Linked DNA regions of Mus musculus: all the other regions are linked to region 4. The links are chromatin contacts, called in public HiChIP or PLAC-seq and promoter capture Hi-C maps. All regions are on one chromosome and are shown on one strand. The core of a region is the stretch at or near the end of the contact, and the rest is flanking DNA. Distances in the headings are between cores, read along the strand shown.

Region 1 (2,906 bases), core at 344-2,843, 220 kb before region 4:
TAGACCTGTCTCCTTGGAGATTACTGTAACCAATTTATTGACAAAAGGTTCAGAGGCCATCTCCCCCCAGTCCTTCCTGCAACCTTTCAAACCACCCAGCACCCAGCTCTTCAGGAAGATTCTAGAGCTCCTCTGAACTGAAGCCAACGTGGAAGGGAAACAGAGGAGTCTTTGAGAAATCCATCCTCCCTACTACTTTAGGCAAAGTGAAACCTCTGGCGCCTTAGAGGCAGGAGAATAGTTGTTTCTATCCCCGGACCTCAGGTTTCTGTAAAGAACCCTGCTCACACCTGATCCCCGGTTAAACTCTTCCCTAGAAACCTGCACGGGAAGATAAGCCCGCCATCCAAGCTGAAGCCAGCCAGATTTGCTGAAAAGCAGGGAAAGCAAGAGGGGGTGATTTTTAAACCCTGGAGGGTGGGGGAGACTTGGGGGTGAGGTCGAGGGACGAGGAAGACAGTTGCTAACAGCCTTTGGGACAGGCAGGTACCCAGCTGTGGTACAGAGCCTGTTTCCCATGCTGCCTGAATTAAGATCCTGGGTAGAGTGGCCCAAGATTTAACAATACACAGACCTGTGCCACAGTCCCCTGGAAGGTGCCACTCCAACACATAAGGGCTGGACAATCTTCTAGGGGGAGCTGACTCAAATAGTCGATTGATTCCCCTCTTGCACCCGCCTCTCCACCTCTATCCCCAAATGGCCCATCCATTTCTGCAAATGAGTCAAGGCATCCCAGGCCTGCCAGCTCCTCCAGATACCCAGGCAAAGCCTGTTTCTGCCGCTCCAAGGGTCCAGGAAGCCTAGCCTTCTTGGATAAGAGGGGAGGAAGAGTGCCTTCTAAACTGGGCAGGTTACCTAAAGAAGCCTGCTTACCTTCTTATATAACCTGATGTGCCTGACGGGATCCCAAGGGAACTGGGGACTGCCCCGTGGTTCCCTCCTAACCCAGCCAGAGCCCGCCGCAGCAATGCTCTTAAGCGAAGGAAGCCCTGTTGGTTAGATGCCTTTCTCAATACCCTCCCCTCCAGGTCTTGCAAAGAGAGCTACGGAAGAGGCTGAGGCGCGACCTGTCAGCAGGTCTGGGGCGTGCATGCCCCCTTGAGTCCCCCGCAGTCCCCGGCACAGTTTTCTCCCGCTCACCCCGCCCTCTCCTCCGTCTGTGCACAGCCTCCCAGCAAGAGCACTGGGGAAGGAAAGCAAGGAGGGAGCGCCCCGCTGTCCCGGCCACAGACAGGACTGTCCTGCCCAGCCGGGGAACCACCGGTGGGCAGCGGCTGCAGCCATCCGATAGAGTATTCCGGCCCTGGGGTGGCGGGAGCCCCAGCGGTAGCTACTCCGGGGGAGGCCACCCCAGGTGCCCGCAGCCCCGCCTCCCCCCTCCGTGAACCCACCGTGCAGAAGCCGCTGGCGGAGGCGGCGGCCCCGGGCCCAGAACCCTGCTGCAGGCGCGGTGCCCACTCCGCGCTGCTGCCGCCCGCTGCCCAGGCCCGTCCCGGCCCGGGAGCCGCCGCGGCGCCAGCCCCGCCGCCGCCGCTGCAGCGTCCGCTGCCGCCAGCGCCCCCCGTCGCGGCCGCCGAGTGTCCCTCCCGCAGGCTGTGGCGGGCGGCGGGACGGGTTGCATCAGCCCCGGCTATATAGCGGGCCCTGAGTGGCGGGGAGGGGTCGGGAATGCGGAACCGGCCGAGCTGCCAGCTCCACACGTCAGAGGGGGACGGAGAGGAAGAGAAGGAGGGGACGGGGAGGAGGGGGTGTGGATCGCCCGCTTCACACCCACTGACCTTCACCTCCCCCGCCGCCGGCGCCCTCCTCCCGCCGATGCTCGCGCTCCTCCGCCTGCGGGGCCGGCCCGGGCCCCGCCGCGCTGGTCCCGGCAGCATTGCGGTCCGGCGGCGCGCCCCGCCCGCGGCTCCCGAGAGCGCGAGGCAGCAGGACACGGCGAGCGGTTATGTAAGCGCATCCCCTGCTCGGCCTTGCGGCCGCCACCCCCAAAATGCTACACAGCCCGGGAGGCAGCGACGCGAAGGCGGCGGCCGGATGAGCAGAGAACCCCTTCCAGCTCAGCCCACGCCGAACCATCCTCCTCCGTCCGGTGCGCTCTCCCCCAAATCCAGAGCGAGGGTTCCGCGCAGTGGTGTCTTCGGACGCTGCAGGATCTCGCAAGCTTGTTTTGTTTTTCCGCGGAGGAGCATGGGCGGGGGTTTAAGGCGTTTGGAAGCCTTAATCCCTACCCACTGTCCACCAAAGCGTCCTGACGTCCTGAAGCCATGCGGTGAATGAACGAGCTCCTGAAGTGGAACTGCACCCTGAGGCCACCGTTGTTGTCAGTGGCTGGCCCAGTTTGAGCCAGGGCTCTTTGCCCAACTCCAGCAGGCTTTTGCCTCCCTTTGACAGGACGCAGCAGTGAGCCTACCTGACTTCTGCCAAACCTCCAAAGGCCTTCTTCCTCAAGGACTCCAGGGCCAGCTTCCGTGCTCTCTTCCCACCCTGCTACAGAAGTAGATAGTAAAGAACACTCTAGATAAAATATGACAGTCCCTCAAAGGCGGATTGTCTCAGGCAGAAATGCGTGTGGCATCTGAGAACTATTTGCACACACACATAGACACACACAGGTCTCCATACCCTTGGGGGGGGGGGCAGACCCCCGCCCTCTTTCCTCTTAAATCAGAAAGGAGTGGCAATGTTGACACTCAGTGACCTTCGGCCTCCTTCTCAGAGAGACAGCAGGTCATCACCCATAGAAGAAAGGAAGTGAAAGAAAAAGTTCAAGTCTTCATAGAGTACAAATGCTGAGATCGAAAGACCAACAGGGAGGGAAGGAAGTCCACGCGCCAAGCCGGACAAGCAGGTCTCCACGTGCGTGCCTGCCTGCAGGGAGGAATCGGTCTCCATTTTACCCGTAA
Region 2 (2,906 bases), core at 406-2,905, 200 kb after region 4:
CCCACATGGTAGAAGGAGAGAGCCAACATCAGAAGGTAATGTTCTCTGACCACTCCCATCCATACATGCACCATAGCAACACACAAAGTAAAGTTAGTATTAAAAAAATGTTTAAAGGGCACACACTTGTGCCCACATCCACAGATCCATCTAGGAATAGATGCACTTCAATGCCTAGGTGTACACGAGATGCTGTGAGCACGTGTGGATCCTGGCTACCTATCCACAGCATCCTTGGGTCAGCTCACTTTCATCCACATGCACAATGACCCCGCAACCATGCTCTGGAGCCAGGGAGACAATCTGTCTACTGTACAATCCCCAGCATGTTGGAGCTCGTCAGAATGTTCTTTGCAACCCCCGCTTAGCTGGCCAGTGACTGGCCCCTGGCTCCTGGACCTGCAGGCCTCAGGGCCTACCAGACAGAGAGGCAGCATCTCTGGCAGCCCCTTGTGGGTGGGCAGCAGGCCACAGACACAGAGGTCACTGGGGGTGAGAGCCAGGACTGCCCTAGCCTCCCTGCCTCTGAATGGAATGTGATCCAAGAGCCACCTCCCAGGCCCATCTCCTCCCCCACAGCCACCCACCAACTTCTGACTCTGGATGCTGCCAGGTTTTTGCAACCAGCCCACAAGCTGGTCACAGAGGTTTGTTAGAATGGTAGGTGATGAAGAACAACTCAGGAACACAGGAGGTTACCACAAAAGTACAGACATGCATGGCTGCACACAAGTACAAAGAGATACCCAGAGACCCAGATCTGCGACACACAGTGTAACTGGGCACGTTCAGTGGGTGACATATACACACAGCTTCATAGGTATACACAAGTGCCCATGCAGACACCACCTCTCCTCAGCATGTCCTGCTGCTCTAGAACACTTCCTCTTCTGCTTGGGCTCGGGAGGTGATGCCAGGTTAGTCCATTCCCTACCTCTAATAGGCTGGCCTGACCTGACAGGAGGAAGTGGTGGTGGACCTAGGTCTAGCCAGGTGCCCCGAGGTGTTTCCTGTGTACAGCCCACAGCTGGGCTGCCCTGTGCCTGCCTACCAGGTCAGATAGTACATGGAATAGAGGGACGGTTCTGGAGGCACGTAGCTTGTCTTGTCTCTGCCAGATCCCTGTCTACGCAGGCAGATGCCCGCGGGCACACATACACTTTCCTAGTGTGAATATGAACATTGTTCAGCATCTGCAGGTGGTGCCCTCTCATAGGATCGGGTTGTTAGTCTATAAAATGGGGTTAGTAATCCTGTCACCTCTCCTCCCGGGGTTGTGTAGGGATGGCACTGGTCATGAAGGGCCACAGCAAGATGCTGCCTTCTTAGTACTGCACTCCCTGCAGAGGTCACTTAAGTACCCAGCCATCTCCAAGGCAGATGTTGGACGTCCGCACCTGGAGGCTCCAGAAGAGCCAGGTGCAACCTTGGCTGTCGCTGCGGGCTGACCCTGGGGCAAGCTAATGAACGCCTAGCTCCGAGGGGCCAGGAGATCTGCGCCGGCAGCGCCCCTTCAGCGCCCTGCGGGGTCACGCGCACTCAGGTCTCACCGCCAACCGGCTCTCAGCGCTCCCGGGCTGCTCCTGGGGCCTCGAGATAGAAGTGGGCGGGCAGGCTGCAGCCCCGCCCCATACACGGTCTTGAAAACCAGCGGCCGACTAGCTTCAGTTCGTAGGGAAGCTGCAGTCTGAGAAGGAAACCGCATCTTCAGACTTCTGCTCACTCACGAGAGGAGCTAGGGTCATCGGACCCCTAAGATCCTTTCACATCGCTCCGACTCGCCGGAACACTCCTCACCAGTTTCCTCAGCCACAGCCCTACCTGTGAGCTCCGGACTTCCCCGGCTTTCTGTGGATGCTCAGGCAGACTGCAGAGACCTAGCCTAGGACAGCAGTGAGGGGGACACTCCTCTCCTCTCCTCTCCTCTGGTATCAGCGTCTCCCCCAAGGGGGACGAGCATGGTGATTGTGCCTTGAAGGACCTTGGCTCTGGATGTCTGAGAAGATGCTGGTCATGAAGCTGTTCACTTGCTTCTTACAGGTCCTAGCTGGGTTGGCTGTGCATTCCCAGGTAAGGACCTGGCCTGGCTTCCTCTTGACCTTCTCATCCTAGCCGTAGAAACAGGGGCTATGGTCTTTAATTACAGACTCACTTTAGAGAGCAGCTTCTGCTAGGGTGCCCACATATTTCCCAGGGGCTGGGCTGGACCTCAGGGAGGAGACCTCTGGCTGGGCAGTCCCCAATTCCTGGGGGCTGTCTTAGTGGGGGCAGGGAAGCCACAGGGAATGAGGGAGGTTTCCTGTCTAGCCCCTGGAGCCCTAGTGGCTTTGCAAAAAGCATCCGTCCACTAATCCCAGTCAGCTCCCTGGCCCTGTGGTCAGGGTTGTGGCCCCATGACCAACCAGGCGCCCCCAGGACCTCTGACCTGGCCTAGTGGGGAAGGAGCTGACTAAAGAAGCTTGAGGTGGGGAGGTGAGGCCCTTCCCCCACCATTGCTCCAATTGAGCAGAGGGCTCTTGGGTGGGCTTCAGATATGACAAGGGATCCTGCCGTGCCCTTTCCTCCTGGTGGGTGTCAGAAGGTCCTGAGTGCAGGGCCTGGGGAAGTGAGCAGGGCCCTTTTCCCAGGAGCTGGGTGAGTCTGGCAGGGAGCCAGATTGGGCAGCAAAATCCTGACAAAGCCAATGCATTCCCTTCCTGCTGCACTGCCCGCTGCACTGCCCACTGCCCTGGGAGCCCTCAGCCCCAGCCCAGGAGTGGGTGGGTTGTCCAGTCCCCTTGCCGAGCAGCCAGGCCATCCGTCTGCTTGCTGCAGTGTTAGCTCGAGGTGTAACGTTACTGGCAGGCAGCACCAGCTCATGGCGCCGCCTCTTCTCCAGCCCCTGAGCTCCCACCAGCTGATCACCC
Region 3 (2,700 bases), core at 183-2,682, 220 kb after region 4:
CAGTGGATATCAGCGATGCGTTGTTGTGGTTTTAATTTGCATTCCCTTAAGAACCAATGATATTAAATATCTTCTCATCTATTTACTGGTTGTTTTTATATCTTCTTTGAGGAAATTATTAAAATCCTTTGCTCAGTTTTGAATTTTTTGTCTTTAGCTTGTTAAAATGTGTCCGTGTGAATAAAAATGGACCTCATAGACTCATGTATTTAAATGCTTTGTGACAAGGGAGTGACACTCTTTGCTAGGATTAGAAGGGTTAGGAGGTGTGGTCTCACTGGAGGAAGTGTGTTTTCAGGTTTTGAAAGCCCATACCAGACCCAAGCTACTTCTCTTCTTCTCTCTCTTTCTCTTCTCTTCTCTTCTCTTCTCTTCTCTTCTCTTCTCTTCTCTTCTCTTCTCTTCTCTTCTCTTCTCTTCTCTTCTCTTCTCTTCTCTTCTCTCTTTTCTTCTCTCTCTCTCTCTTCTCCTCTGTCTCTCCCCCTCCCCCCTCCCTCTCCCCCTTAAGATGCTTTAGGGATGATGAGATGACCTCATGGTTGGGAGCACTGGCTGCTTGTCCAGAGGATCGGGGTTCAATTTCCTGCACCCACATGGTAGCTTAGAACTGTCTGTAAGTCCAATTTCAAGAATCGAACACCGCACACAGACATATTTGCAAGCGAAACACCAATATACATAAGATAAAAATAAATAACTCAAAAATTAAAAGGTTGTTTTATTTTAATAAAGAGATAAATCTGGGGCTGGTGACGTGGTTTAGTGCATAAGGTGCTGCCATTTGAGCCTGGTGACCTGAGTGTGATCCCCAGAGACGACAACAGCTCTGGGTGAGGAAGGGGTGTGGAGGAGGAAGAGGAGTCAGAGGAGACCGGTGTGGAAAACTACCAGAGACAAGGTCACAGCAAAGCGCAGAGTGGCTTCTGACAAGTAAGGGGGTCGGGGTCGTTTGTGCCTTTCTTGGGAATGCATTTCTGACTCCAGGTTAGGATTCGGTGCTGCTCAACTCCGAACCACTCGCCTGACCTTAGAGCCCAGGAAGCCCTGGGCAGATTGATCTGTGAAGCCATAGAGGCAGCTCTACCCTAAGCCCTAGGGCAGAGTACACACCCAACAGAGAAACATTGACTAACTGAAGTAGTGAATGAAGAAAGTCTCTTGAACGTGCTGTGGTTAAGTTTCATTGGCTTAGAGGTCTAAGGCAGCCACATCCCTGGGTGACAATAGACCTTTTCTCTCCCTGCTACACTCAGTCACCCACATCCATCCCCACTGACTCCCACTCCTGAGTTCCTGGCCTTGCAAACTCTAGGGCTTTAAGGGCTGTCAGAAGCCGAGGAGAACGATGATTGGAGGTTTATTCTAACGGGTTGAGGATGAGCTCATCCTTAGCCAATGGCTGGCAGGCACCCGGCTAGACGCCCCACCCCCGCCCCCAGGCACCTGCGGAAGGGTGGTAGGCACAGACGGAGCCTTGCAGAAGGTGAAGGGACAGCGTTGGCGGGAAGGCCCGGAGCTCTGGCACGCGGACAGGTATAGTATTTGGTCTGCTCTTGAGCCATCCTCTCAGGAGAGGAGGCTTCCCCTCCCTGCCTCAGCCCGACCTCCTTGGACGTTCCCTATAGTGATGCACCTTGTGTGCCGGGGTCGTGCACGCGCTGCTTGCTTGACGTGTATAGTCTTAGGCACGCGGCTCCGAAAGCTGGACCCGCAACTCGCAGCCCTGCGCAGCCGGCGTCGGTGCCCCAGCACAGGCCTCGAAGCTACCTATCCCGCTGGGCCTGGCAGAGCAGGAAGGCCGCCTTTCTCCATCTCCTGGCCTCCTGGCTGCTTGGATATGTGCGTTTCCTCCCCACCTCTTCCTTTATCCTGTGTCTCTTTCCTTGCCGAGGTGGAAAAGATCCAGGGAGAAAAGCTACCCCCTGGTCATTTTCCAGGGTACCCGAGACAGCAACGGTGGCTGCTAGGCTGCTGTGAGGGACAGGGACCGCACTGCTGGCTGCTTTCTCTTTGCCCCTTCCCCTCTGGCAGCCGCCACTCTTATCCCTTGGGCCATTGGGGTCACACATTGCTTGGGGAGGAGTTACTGTCAGGTCCTTGGGAGGGCGCACAGGCCCCTGGACTTCTGGGATAGCCTCCATAGGGCTGGGTCACCCTGACACTCTCGCTGAACTCCACATGAACTGGCATCTAATCTGTCAATCACCTCATCTCCCAGGGGGCTTTGATGAGCTCGCCATTCCGGCTTGGAGCCTGGGTATTGGGGGGGGGGAGTTCCCCACTTGCTGACTCAGGACCTCTCTGGGCCAAAGGTTTTGTCTGGGGAGAGGTACCCCTGAGCTGAATGGAACTTCACAAGGAAGACAGGGAGGAGGGGAGACCTGAGGTGGAGGAGAGGTGAGACCAGCTTTAAGCCAGTGTGTGACTTTGGTATGTTTACTATGCTCTTGACACTAGGTTTACTCTGTGGACACCCCTCAAAGGCAGCTGTGGGTCACAGGTACCCCCAGTTTTCCGTGCTCCGTTCATACAGCATGGTATTTGTGGAGCTGAATTTGAGTGGAAAAGAAAAGAAAGCCCCCCCCCCACACACACACACTGCTGTGTTAATCTATCATTGCCACACTGAGGTAGGACCCAGCTCAAAGACGGGACCTTACCATCGCTCGTCCCTCCAGCTTTTGGATGTGAACATCTGTC
Region 4 (2,705 bases), core at 119-2,618:
CTTTTTGGATTTTCAAGACAGAGTTTCTCTGTGTAGCCCTGGTGGGACTAAAGGTGTGTATTCCCATTGTTTGGTGCTCAGTTTATTGAGCAGAAAGGATGTACCTCAATAAACACATTAGACATAATGATTGTAGTCTCTCTAGCACGTAGTAGGTAATCAAGACTTACTAACGGATGGATGAACAATTCCTATACAAATCAGTTTACTACAAAAGAGCAGGGCAGTGGTGCATGCCTTTAAAACCAGCACTCAGAAGGCAGAGGCAGGTGAATCTCTGTGTGTTCGAGGCCAGCTTGGTCTCTAGAGTTCTAGGAGAGCCAGGGCTACACAAAGAACCCTGTCTCAAAAAACCAAACCACCGGGGCAGTGGTGGCACACGCCTTTAACCCCAATACTTGAGAGGCAGAGGCAGGTGGATTTCTGAGTTTAAGGCCAGCCTCGTCTACAGAGTGAGCTCCAGGGCAGCCAGGGCTATACAGAGAAACCCTATCTCGAAAAACAGAAACAAATAAAACAAAACACACACAAAAGAAAGAAAGAAAAGAAACAAACAAACAAACAAAAAAAATCCAAAGAAACAAACCAAACCAACAACAAAACCAAAAAGACCTATCGGAGGTACAGAACATGCTTTCGAAACACGCCGTTTCTTCCCCTTGACAACACTCATCTGGTAAAATAATATTTTATGCTCATCACTGACTGGACCAAAACAAAAATTTAAATGTTGGTTTGAGTGCAGTTTATCGCAGAAGACTATTGATGTGTCTTAAATAAATAAGTGCGTTGGGAACACCCAACTTGCATTAACTGGATACCTGCCAATCCACATTCACCCGCTGACCTCTACGCACTCTCCTCTGAGTTAGCAACCCACACTCACTAAAAGCCAAATTAAAATTTTCTCTTATGTTTTCCCTCTTCAGTGCTCCACTGTCCCAACACCCTTTGGAGTAAGCGTTAGGACACCGAAATTCCTCTGGTGCCTTAGCCCCGAGTCTACGCAGCTGGTGGGCGGGCTCAGAGAAGGCCTTGTGGCTGTTTCTTATTGGGGGCTGGTTGCTATGGTGTCGTCGATTTTAAAAACTCGCATGAACCGCTTCCGGGGGCTTAAAACAATTACTTCCGAGGCTGCCCATACTTACTATGGCTCACTCGGAAGTATTTCACCACCATTAAAAAATAAAACGTGTACGAAAAACTCCTGGGGACTTCTCTATAGACCCTTAAACTCGTAGTTATGACATACTACCAAATCTTTGCTTCCTCTTAGAAGTTATTTGCTTTACATTCCTTTTCTGTTTAGCCAATCTCCAAAATGGCGCGGACGGCCTCGCCAGGGCAGAGGCGCGTCACGTGGGTGCTCCCGGTTCCGGCGCGCTAGAGGCCCCGGGTGGTGAACGAGGCTCCGGCACCATGTCTGGTTTGTTTGGCCCACTCTCCCGGCCTGGCCCTCTCCCGTCCGCCTGGCTCTTTCTGTTGCTGCTCGGCCCCAGCTCGGTCCTCGGCATCTCCTTCCATCTGCCCGTGAACTCTCGCAAGTGTCTCCGAGAGGAGATCCACAAGGACCTGCTGGTGACGGGCGCCTACGAGATCACCGACCAGTCTGGGGGCGCTGGCGGCCTGCGCACCCACCTCAAGGTGCGGCGGCGGGGCGCGGCGGTGGGCGGCAGGAAGGCAGGCGTAGTCCGGGGAAGGCCGAGGTAGGGGGAGGCCGGCGGGCCGGCGAGCGGGCGGAGGCTGGGGCATGGCCTGGCCTCCCCCCAACCTCATCCCTGAACGCTAAGTCTGCGCGGTGGGGACCGCCCCTTCACCCCGCGCGTTGGGGTTCGCGGGGCGGGGCCGCGCGCCAAAGTCGGGGCCCTTGGAAGGGCAGAGTTCTGCCTTGGCGGACCTAGAGTCCGGAGACCTAGGGCTGTTTCCACTTCGGGCTGTCATCGGGGTTCTGTGTCTTGTGAAGTCTCAGGAATCGAGGAATTAACGTGATTTTCCTGAGCAATGTTTCGAGGATCAATGGGGGGTTGGCATCATAAGATACCTCAACACCTACCGAATAAAGCAGACAATAACGTTGGCTGTGACTGATAAAATGTGTTGTTCATTAGGCACCTGAAGCGTCACTTCCTGTGCCACTTAAAGTTGTGCGTTTAGTTCAAACACTACCCTATGGAACCATGGGCCTCGTTATATAGACTCAGAAACTGAGGCTCAAGTAGGGTGAACAATCGTTGGAGATGGATTTGACCAGCTAAGTGTATTGATGGAAAAGTGCTAAAACCTTCCTTTTGCTTATTTGTGATTCCTGGGATTTATTATTGATCACAAGATGGTCATAGTCTCTAGTCCCTTCTTTTAGTTACACCAGGGTCACCTAGATCCCTGTATGCTGACAGCTACTTTACTTAATGCCATTTGGTCCCAGTTTTCAGTGGAGTTTTGCTTGACTAGATTTTTGAGTTGTTAATAGTGGAGTTGGTTGTGTTCTGAATAGTTGTGTTCATTCACAATAAGCACTAGTTATTTTGTTGTTGTTTCTTTTTAACAGAAGGAAAACGTCACATTCTTAAGCCAAATAGAAACAGTTTATTTAAGTTTTTTTTTTTTTTTTTTTTTAATTTTGGCTGCATGTATGTATGTATACCTGGTGGGTGCCTAGAGCCCATGGAGGCCAGAAGAGGGCATCAAGTTTTCTAGATTGGACG
Region 5 (2,913 bases), core at 291-2,790, 140 kb before region 4:
CACCTGCAGGATTCTCTCTGCACTTTGATCCTTTCTGAGTGTGTGACCAATGGGGTCATGCTGCTCACCTTGAATTCCAGTTCATGCCTCACCCTACAGCACAGCAGACAGATACACACACACACTCGGGGAGCATGCCTCACCCTTCAGCACAGCAGACCCCCCTGGGGAGCATGCCTCATCCTACAACACAGCAGACCCCGCCCCTGAAGAGCATGCCTCACCCTACAACACAGGCTTTGCAACATTGTGACTTCAAATCCCACCAACTCGTGGTTTATGGTGCAAACAGTATCAGCCCCCCCCCCCCCCCCCCCGCTGTTCTTCTTTAAGGGCTTCAGTCCCTTACTCCCAATGTCCTCTGGACTTCTTTCTCTCTCTGTTGATGCCTGAAATTGAGTAAGTCCCCAACTGATCACATTGTCTTTTCCCTAAATTGATTTCTCCAATGCTTGAATAGATGAATAGATCCCTCCTCTAGTTGCTCAGCCCCCACAATATGTACCCTACCCCCCACTTCTCTCTCCCCTCCGAGTCCTTCACAGATCCTGGAGACAGCCAACCCTTTCATTTCACAGCCCAGACGTACTCAGGGTACCCTGACCTCCCAACTAATGAATTTATTTGTGTATGTATTTGTTTGTTTCTGCTTCTTCTTTTTCCATTTTCATGTATGTGGTGTGCACATATGTAGACGTATATGTGTGTGCCATGCACATGTATGTGTGTACAGGTGCATGTGGAGGCTCATTGTTGATGCTGAAAATAATCCTCAGTTACTCTTCTACCTCGTTCAATGCGGCAGGATTGATCAATCAAACCCAGAGTTCTCCGATATGGCTAGCCTAAAGAGCGAGTTTGCTTTGGAAATCACCTATCTCTGCCTTGGTCTGCTTTAGAACATTTAGCATTGACATGGGCTTCAAAGATCGGAACTCTGGTCCTCACACTAGCATAGCCTACCTGCTGGGCCATCGCCACAGTCCCTACTGGTCTGTCCCCTAATCTTGCTCACCTATCTCTACCCCCCAAAAAGAACCTCATCTTTCTAAGCTGGACCTTCTATCATGTCAAAGGAAGAACTTTCACTTCCTTCTCAAACTCCTTAGCATTTGAGGCGGCTTCCCAGGTTCAATGCAACTGGCCTCAGCCTGACTTGACCCCCTATAATTTCTCTGTTAAACCATCCCACATCCCAATATACACACAGTAAATTCTAGCCTCTTAAAGCTACTAGTAGTTTCCCCACATGCCTCAGTCTTTCTGTGTGGCACAGACAGTATGACTCACCGAATACCATGTGTGACCCAGGAATCATTGCTAGCGTGGATCACTGAGTCACCCAGGGAAGACAGTTGTGTGCTGAACTCACATCAGATTTCAGAGGGATAGGAAGCAAGCTTTTCTCAAATTGAACTACCGAGACACTGAGAGCCTGTGGTTCCCTCTTCGCTGGTGTCACTGGTGTTTGGTTTTGTGAGAAATGGTCTCACTCTGTAGCCCACGCTGGCCTCATACAGCAATCCTTCCCCAGTACCCTCAATTCTGGGACTGCAGCTGTGCACCAAGCATTCTGCCATTCCCTATGGCTGCATCAGGACCAAGCCTGGCCTTGCTAGATTTCACTCTACACCCTGCTCCTGTAAGACCCCCGAAGCTGGGCCTCCGCTCAAGTCCCGAGATTAGTTGGCCAACACCCCAACGTCCCGAGAGATAACCACACCTGATGCAAACTGCAAGAGGTTTTATTATCAGCTAGCTGAGGACGAACCCCTCGAGCCTTTCAGGGCAGGGGAGTTCGACCCTGAGGGAGCGGTGACAGTAGGGGGCTTTTAACAGGTAGCTGAGGAATGGGAGGAGTTGGGAGGAGAGTTGGGAGGAGTTGGGAGGAGTTGGAAGGAGTTGGGAGGAGTTGGAAGGAGTTGGGAGGAGTTGGGAGGAGTTGGGAAAAAAGTTGGCTACAGCTCCTTTCTGGCGAGGGGAGAGTGAGCTGCAGCCTCCTCTCCAGTGTCTATCTCCATGTCCTTGTAGGTCTTCCTACAATTATCTCATCTCTAGCTGTAAGGCACAGAAACAAAAAGGCTTTTTGCTGGCTATAGAGAACAAAGAGCTTCTTTCTGGCTGTATTTTTAGAGATCAGGGAAAACAAGTTTGGGGAATGTCCAGGGGCTTTACCTTCCAGGGAGAAATGCTCTAAGTCGGGGTCCCACACTCCCTACCTAGACACCATGTGTTTGTCTAGTGGGCTTCAGTGTGAGTTCTTCCTAAGAACATCCTTACCTATCGGCTTCAAGAGGCTAGAATTTACTGTGTGTTTTGGGATGTGGGATACCTCGACAGCCTGACACAGGATGGATGGGCTGGAGGCCAACCTGGGCCACATAACAAGTTCCAGGCCAGCCTGGGCTACATGATAAACTATCTCAAACAAACAAACACACAAACAAAACTAGTGAAAGAAGGAAAGAAAGAAAAGATATTCAATTTTAGGTCCACAGATTAGCATACTAACTCCTACACTCTCCTGGACACTGAAGGCTTGCTGTTTTTACTTGGATTCAATCTTTAATCCCTCTGAGGGTGCTATAAAAATAACGGAAGAGTTGGGAGAGTATTAAGTTCCTCTTTCAAATGACTTATCCTCAGCCAGGGAAGTTGAAAAATGTGCAGACATGTCCTTTCCTCTACCCCTTCCCTCCCTTTGAGGTTTCATCTCCACTACCTGTTGTCATCTCAACATCTCCTCTTAACTCGGCACTAAACCAGCAGTTAAGTCACCAAGGCCATAGCTGTCTCACAAAGCCACAGTGGAATCAGGTAGCTAGAAGGGCTCAGGGGTGGGAGCTGCAGGGCCCCACTCTGTCACTGTCAGAAGCCTGCGGCGGCAGGCAGGCCCCTCAGCTTCTCCATTTG
Region 6 (3,015 bases), core at 180-2,679, 160 kb after region 4:
TCTCTCCATCCCCAGTACCCAGTGTTAAATCTCTGAAGAACAGACTGTAACAAAAATCTGCAAGTGAGGATGGAGGCGGTATGTATATAAATACCTCAAAGGGGTGGGCATGATGGCTTAGTGGGTAAATGTGCTTGATGGGCAAACCTGGAAACCTGCCCTCCATCCCTGGAACCCACATAAAGGGGGATGCGCAAATTCTACAAAGTTGCCCTGTGACCCACACACACACACACACATACACACACCACTAATAGTAAACATTTTTTGAAGTCAAGATGAAGTTTAGTGAAAAAGAAACTTCCAAATGCGGCTTTGGGGAACTCGTTTTCTGTTTTTTGCAGCACTGGGAATGAAACCCAGAGCCTCAAGTAAGGCACTCTTCCACTGAGCTACATCCCCAGCAAGTTCATTTGCTATAAAATAAAATAAAATAAAATAACTTCCCCTAAAAGAAATCTCTCGCTTAATATACTGTTAAAGAGCAGGTCTGTCTTGAAAGATGCAGTTACTATAAGCTTGGTGTTTTCCATCCACTCCTACCAAATGGGTGTTCAAACCAGAAGACTGGTGATCTCGCCTATCCCTGTCAATGCACAATTTCTAGGGGACTGTTTCACTTGCCTGCGACCTAACTTGTCCACTTAGTGATCAGATCTCTTACCCAGTTCCACCAGCAGCTCATTAATCGCCTCAATGATGTTGGCCTTAAGTGGGGCAAAATGGAAGCTGAAATCCTCGCTCAGGCCTCCGGATGTCAAGAGTTTGTGCAGGGACTCCTGCTGATCGCTCTCGTCACTGCGCCCGTGCAGTCTATGGAGGCAACAAGACCCAAAGAGTGATCACTGGGGCAACGGGAGCAGCTCAGCCACAACAGAGGCTTCAAGCTGATAGGTGGCACGGTTTAACAACCAAAAGCCAGCACCCCTTGGTCCCACCAGGAGCCCACCCAAGCTGTGAGTTTGACCTGCCATACTCCTCCCGGATGATCTTGAGGACTCTCCGCACCATATTTCCCACGGTGGTCTCGGAGGGCTGCGCAGCCGTCATCCTCCTGCCCTCTCTGCGGATCAAATCCATAAGGTCCCCTGAAACCCAAGAGAGACCGAGTGAACGGGGCAGGCGCGCGGTGAAAGTGAATATCAGCTTCAGGAATAGAACAAGAACGAGGATGAGTTGCCGCACCCGCGTTGTTCCAGTGGTGGTCCGTGATAAGCCGGCGCAGCAGCCCCAGGGTCTCCCGAGCCATGTCCTCCGAGCTGCGCTGCCCGCCACCTCGCTTCAGAGTCTCCACGAAGCCTTCGATCCTCTCGGACAACTCCGAGCCCTTCGCCGCGGCACCCGGCATTTCCAACACCGTCCCGGGACTCACTTACAGAAGCCTCAATTGCCAAAGCACTGTTTCACTTCCGGGCCGAGAGAGGTCAACTTCCGCTCGGTGAAACATAATTGAGTTCGTGGAGTTGTAAGCCCGCCCCTCCCTCTGCTGAGGCCAATCAGAAACGTGTTAGGGCGGAGCTGGGCGCACCGCCGGGAAGTGACGGCTGGAAGGGTCCCCTTGGGAGTCTGCGCGCCGAGCCGGGAGGCCCGGAGGACGCTGGCCAGTCTGGTTGCTATGGGAACAGCGAGCGGCTCTCCCGCCCTGCGACCAGCAGAAGTGGCTTTCCTCCTTCCTGGCTCCATCGCTGCCTGATGCTTGGCAGACGCCTCCATGAGTGCGAGTCCAGGGCTCGAGACGCCCAGAAAAGTGCTGCTGCAACGCGGGTTGAACATGTTCACCTTTTCCAATGGGTTCCATTCCCCACCGACTTTATCTTTCTTTTCCCCGCTCGGTGCAAGGAATTGAACGTAGGATCTCACAGGTGCTAGGCAAGTGGTACCACCATTCCTATTCCTAGCTCTTACGTTGTTGTTTGCTTTTTTATATCCTCGGCCTCGAAAGCCCTAAGGAATGTCACTAATGAAAGAGATTCAAAGTAGAAGCTAGCCGGGCTGTGGTGGCGCACGCCTTTGATCCCAGCACTTGGGAGGCAGAGGCAGGTGGATTTCTAAGTTTGAGGCCAGACTGGTCTACGAAGTTAGTTCCAGGACAGCCAGGGCTATTCAGAGAAACCCTGTCTCGAAATAACAAACAAACAAAGTAGAAGCTAATAGGACACCAAGAATGCTGTCCTGCAATTTGGAGGCCGGCGAGTACATGCAATGTAATAAGTCCTTCCATTGACCCGACACTTACTAGGTATTGAGTGCTGTAAGTTCTTACTGTCATACAGCTACATGAGGTAGGTTCTCCTCCCCCGGCTTTACAAACTGAGAAAGAGATTCACGGTATTGAAGCAGTTAGGGAGGTAAAAAGGCTGTGCTTATCCTGGGTCCCCTGAACCCAAACGGAATTAGAATCTCTTATTTATTTAAGATAAACGTCTTGGGCTGGCGAGATGGCTCAGCCATTAAAGGCTAGGCTCACAACCAAAAATATAAGATAAATGTCTCAAAAGTGAATCTTCCAGACTTTTAAGACTTTCCTTACAGCTGATAAATTGTCTTCAGAGGGATTAGATCGGTATCAAAATCATATAAAGATAGTACAGGAAAACTGTACCTGTCATTAGCAAAACAAAAAGAAAAACCTAATAAATTACTAGAAAAATAGAATGCAGCAGTACATTAAAAAGTAAATATTTGCAATCTCTAAATAGCATATTGTTTAATTTGCTGGGGTCTGGCTCACCTGTATCTTTGCTTTCAGGGCCGACTCTACTGTGTTGCCCAGGCAACGTGCAGGGCCAGCTCTCCCAAGTGCTACAGCCAGTGGGGCAGGGCTAGCTCTCCCCAACTCATGACTCTAGGATCAGCTCTCCTGACTACTGCAGGTGGCAAGGCAGAAGGGAGAGGGCATCACACCAGTACCTGTACCATCTCACCCCAGAAAGGTCAAAGAGGCCAGCTCTCCCACACTCTGTCCTCTCAAGACAGCTCACCTGGGTCCCCTCCACCAGGGCTGTGCTGCCCAGA
Region 7 (2,857 bases), core at 66-2,565, 250 kb before region 4:
TGAGGCTGGTTCCAGGTTCACACTTGGGGACAGGAACTGGGTCCTAGAGGATAAGTTCAAAGGACATTGCTGGGCTCATCCTCTTCGGCTACTTGACTGCTCTGTGTCACCTTGAATTGTTTCTTACCTTGGTCCAAGCCACTGTACCATCTGTCCCCGGACCCTGCCGGACTCTGCTGGGAGCCTCCTTTTGGTCTTCCCATCCCATGTTCTAGCTTACGTTGGGGGGGTGGGGGGCAGGAAATATCATCTCCATCAGGAAGTCCTCCTTGACTCTGAGCCCTCAGGCTGAGAAGCATCCCTCTGCACAGAGCTCCCATTCAATGCTGAACTCACCCTTGGCCCTGCTGTGCTGCTTTCTACCCTCCGAGGCTCTCTCCACAACACTGGGAGTTTCATGAAGACAAAGCCTGTGTCTTGTTGGCTTTTTGTGTGCCCAGTAGACTGCTCAACATTTGCTAAAAGGAGAGGAAATTCAATCTAGACAGGAACCTGGGAACTTTCTCCCCCTTTACAGTGACGGGGACCAGCCCTATGGCCCTCGTACAAGATCCCGAGATTCCTGCCTGACTCCTGCTCCAGTGTTTTGCTACTGCACTTTGCTGTCTGCAGAACCAGGATGTAACCATGACAAACACAAGCACCAGGCCTTGCTCCCTCAGGGCCCCTTGGCAACCCTGGGAGAAGGCTCTGTGGGAGTGCTGATGGAGGCACCAGATGCCCTGCAGGAATTCCCCAGTGCCCAGGCACAGCTGGTGCCTGTACCTGCTGGCAACAGTAGAGAGGAACACAGGGCTGGACACTAAACCCCAGCCTGAGGTTATGGAACAGACAAACCCCTAAAATTCTATATCTCCATGCGTCATGAGGCCGCATGCTCAGAGTGGGAAGCAAGCATGCCCAGGTCCCGGGCAAGACACTGGCAGGCCAGGCAGAAGGCTACTGTCTTCTGGGAAGAAGCATATATATATATATATATATATATATATATATATATATATTTTTTTTTTTTTACAAATTAGTAGACCTTTATGAGTTGTTAGACCAGTGCCACAGACTCACCCATTAAACTAACGTATCTTCTCACTACCCCTCACCAAGAAGTAATGTCCTTGGCCTTCTACCCACAGGGGGGAAAAATCTCCTCTGGGTCAAGAGAGAACCTGTAAAACAAAAGGCTGCTAGGCGTGGGCTGATTTACAGCACACACAGGAGGGAAGGGCCATTTTCGAAAAAAGCCACTCAGAACAGCCTGTTTCCAAGGCTAAGAAAAGACAGCATTGTGTTTGGAACAAAGCCTGCGAAACCAGGCTGAGCAGGGTGACACCCATTCACTGTTAGGGAAAGAGCAAACATGGCTACCAGGGAAGAGCACAGAGGAGACCCAGCAACAGCCATCTTGGCACAGACAGGGACCAGTGCTAATACGGGAGAGGAGAGCTGGCCCTCGAGTCCTATAAAGGAAGAGTGCTTGGAGAGCGGAGATTTTTGTTGGAATGAGACTATTTCAGGCTTGGTCCACACTTATGGTTTAAGGAGGGGGGGTGGTCTGCTTCCCCATCTCTAGGCCCATCAATCTATTTTTTCCCCCAGTGGACAATTACTTCCAAAGATGAGATGATTCTCATTATCCACCAAACGCAAACGAAACCGAAAACAAATGGCACGGAAAAAACACTTTTCTTCTCAAAAGTTAATAATCTAGTTGAAACTTTGTGTGTGTGTTTGTGTGTGTACATGCGCACACGTGTGCAGGCCAGAAGTTGAGATTGAGTGTCGTCCTCAATAGCTCATTACCTTATCTATCTAATCTATCATCTATCTATCTACCTACCTACCTACCTATTTATTAATAGGCAGAGCCTCTTACAAAACCTGAAGCTTGTCTAGACTGGCTGACCACTGAGGAAGGACCCTCCAGTCTCTGCCGCCTCAGCCCTGGGATCAGAGGCCTGTGCCACTACATCTGGCTTTTAAATTGGTGCCGGAGATCGGATTCAGGTCTCCATGCTTATGCAACAAGCACTCTATTGATTGAACTATCTCCCCAGTTCCAAAAATGGATTCTCTGAACAATGGTGTGTGGTGTGAAATGTCTGGAAGCCACTGGCCTACAAACTGAGGGATAAACTCTCACGCACTGACTCCCTATACCATTCGAGGGAGGCTCAGGCACTGCATAGAATATTTATGAACAGGGAGGCTCAGAAAGCCTGAGTTGGCCAAAGTCGCCCTTTTCAAGTGCCAACCCATTAAAGCCTTTGGAAGTCATTTGTCTTTCACTGTGAAGGTGAAAAACAAGGTCCCGAGCTTAATTATTCTCCACCAAGGCAGTTCCGTTTCATCTGTATGCAGGCCGTGCAGCCAAACCACAGATTTCAGCCAATTTCTCTCAGGCGCAAGAAATAGATCACTGACAAATCACTCAGCAGAACGGCCACCTCTCCATCGAGGGAACTGAACGCTGGCTAATAAAAAATTCTGCACGTGACAAGGTCAAATGAGGTCACAGTCAGGGATGCCTGGCCTGGAGGACAGAAGGATTATACCATTAGAGTGACAGTTCAGATGGGCAAGGAAGGGCCTGGGTACTAACACAGATGAAGTATGGCAGACAACTGTCCCTGCCAGAGGGATGGAGTGACTCCTCCCTAGTCCTAGAACAGTTAAGAACTCAAGGGCAGCCACAGCAAATGCAGGCTCCTTGGACATGGGAACAGTTTATCTGATTGTCCCTCTTATAACAACCAAAGGAGCCAGCTTAATGAATTGGGTAAAGTCCTCAGGGTGTGGACGCTGCTGATGTCAGGCCAGAGATCTCAGGACATGGAAATAAGTGGTTTGGAACTGCTGAGTC

The links. HiChIP or PLAC-seq counts read pairs in DNA pulled down with a chosen protein or histone mark. Capture Hi-C pulls out chosen DNA fragments and counts their contacts.
Region 1: a promoter capture Hi-C map of liver shows a contact between it and region 4. The contact joins the promoter of Jdp2 here to the promoter of Tmed10 in region 4. A contact is called at or near these places in 8 of 39 promoter capture datasets (the 3T3-L1 cell line, the C10 cell line, hippocampal neurons and 4 more), 4 of 484 Hi-C or Micro-C datasets (bone marrow-derived macrophages, embryonic stem cells, muscle stem cells and 1 more), 10 of 115 datasets of contacts at active chromatin or transcription factors (the SCID.adh cell line, bone marrow-derived macrophages, cardiomyocytes and 7 more) and 3 of 9 other capture datasets (adipose tissue, liver and macrophages).
Region 2: a promoter capture Hi-C map of adipose tissue shows a contact between it and region 4. The contact joins the promoter of Pgf here to the promoter of Tmed10 in region 4. A contact is called at or near these places in 2 of 39 promoter capture datasets (embryonic stem cells and hematopoietic stem and progenitor cells), 1 of 484 Hi-C or Micro-C datasets (embryonic stem cells), 3 of 115 datasets of contacts at active chromatin or transcription factors (acute myeloid leukemia, bone marrow-derived macrophages and microglia) and 3 of 9 other capture datasets (adipose tissue, liver and pancreatic islet).
Region 3: a contact with region 4 is called in an H3K27ac HiChIP or PLAC-seq map of embryonic stem cells, with 6 read pairs. The contact joins the promoter of Rps6kl1 here to the promoter of Tmed10 in region 4. A contact is called at or near these places in 2 of 39 promoter capture datasets (frontonasal cranial neural crest and stem cell-derived epiblast-like cells) and 2 of 115 datasets of contacts at active chromatin or transcription factors (both in embryonic stem cells).
Region 5: an H3K4me3 HiChIP or PLAC-seq map of bone marrow-derived macrophages shows a contact between it and region 4, with 2.3 times the contacts expected there. The contact joins the enhancer-like site here to the promoter of Tmed10 in region 4. A contact is called at or near these places in 7 of 115 datasets of contacts at active chromatin or transcription factors (bone marrow-derived macrophages, embryonic hindbrain, embryonic stem cells and 2 more) and 2 of 9 other capture datasets (adipose tissue and liver).
Region 6: a promoter capture Hi-C map of adipose tissue shows a contact between it and region 4. The contact joins the promoter of Eif2b2 here to the promoter of Tmed10 in region 4. A contact is called at or near these places in 1 of 39 promoter capture datasets (erythroid cells), 3 of 115 datasets of contacts at active chromatin or transcription factors (effector CD8 T cells, extraembryonic endoderm stem cells and pancreatic cancer cells) and 2 of 9 other capture datasets (adipose tissue and liver).
Region 7: a contact with region 4 is called in an H3K27ac HiChIP or PLAC-seq map of extraembryonic endoderm stem cells, with 3 times the contacts expected there. The contact joins the enhancer-like site here to the promoter of Tmed10 in region 4. A contact is called at or near these places in 3 of 39 promoter capture datasets (the C10 cell line, liver and neural stem cells), 2 of 484 Hi-C or Micro-C datasets (Th1 cells and nephron progenitors), 8 of 115 datasets of contacts at active chromatin or transcription factors (effector CD8 T cells, embryonic midbrain, embryonic stem cells and 4 more) and 3 of 9 other capture datasets (adipose tissue, liver and pancreatic islet).

Annotation. Positions count from the first base shown.
Region 1 is chr12:85,598,103-85,601,008 of GRCm38.p6, reverse strand. It overlaps Jdp2 (Jun dimerization protein 2), which reads right to left and starts at 1,593. Exons shown (of 4, transcript NM_030887.2): 1 at 1,395-1,593.
Region 2 is chr12:85,176,062-85,178,967 of GRCm38.p6, reverse strand. It overlaps Pgf (placental growth factor), which reads left to right and starts at 1,655. Exons shown (of 7, transcript NM_008827.3): 1 at 1,655-2,070. The coding sequence starts at 2,005.
Region 3 is chr12:85,149,996-85,152,695 of GRCm38.p6, reverse strand. It overlaps Rps6kl1 (ribosomal protein S6 kinase-like 1), which reads left to right and starts at 1,432. Exons shown (of 11, transcript NM_146244.4): 1 at 1,432-1,533.
Region 4 is chr12:85,373,380-85,376,084 of GRCm38.p6, reverse strand. Tmed10 (transmembrane p24 trafficking protein 10) reads left to right here and starts at 1,368. Exons shown (of 5, transcript NM_026775.4): 1 at 1,368-1,644. The coding sequence starts at 1,420.
Region 5 is chr12:85,518,153-85,521,065 of GRCm38.p6, reverse strand. No RefSeq gene overlaps it. Among named protein-coding and RNA genes, the nearest start is that of Gm32296, 9.9 kb to the left of the region's middle. Within about 2 kb of position 1,540, at least 46 of the 459 cell types and tissues checked have an H3K27ac peak or open chromatin away from gene starts, as enhancers often do. A contact at or near this core is called in bone marrow-derived macrophages and microglia, where this site is marked.
Region 6 is chr12:85,217,895-85,220,909 of GRCm38.p6, reverse strand. Eif2b2 (eukaryotic translation initiation factor 2B, subunit 2 beta) reads right to left here and starts at 1,429. Exons shown (of 8, transcript NM_145445.4): 1 at 1,186-1,429; 2 at 968-1,088; 3 at 665-813. The coding sequence starts at 1,348.
Region 7 is chr12:85,619,684-85,622,540 of GRCm38.p6, reverse strand. All of the region lies in intron 2 of Jdp2 (Jun dimerization protein 2), which reads right to left. Among named protein-coding and RNA genes, the nearest start is that of Jdp2, 22 kb to the right of the region's middle. Within about 2 kb of position 1,315, at least 55 of the 459 cell types and tissues checked have an H3K27ac peak or open chromatin away from gene starts, as enhancers often do. A contact at or near this core is called in embryonic stem cells, extraembryonic endoderm stem cells, neural stem cells and 1 more, where this site is marked.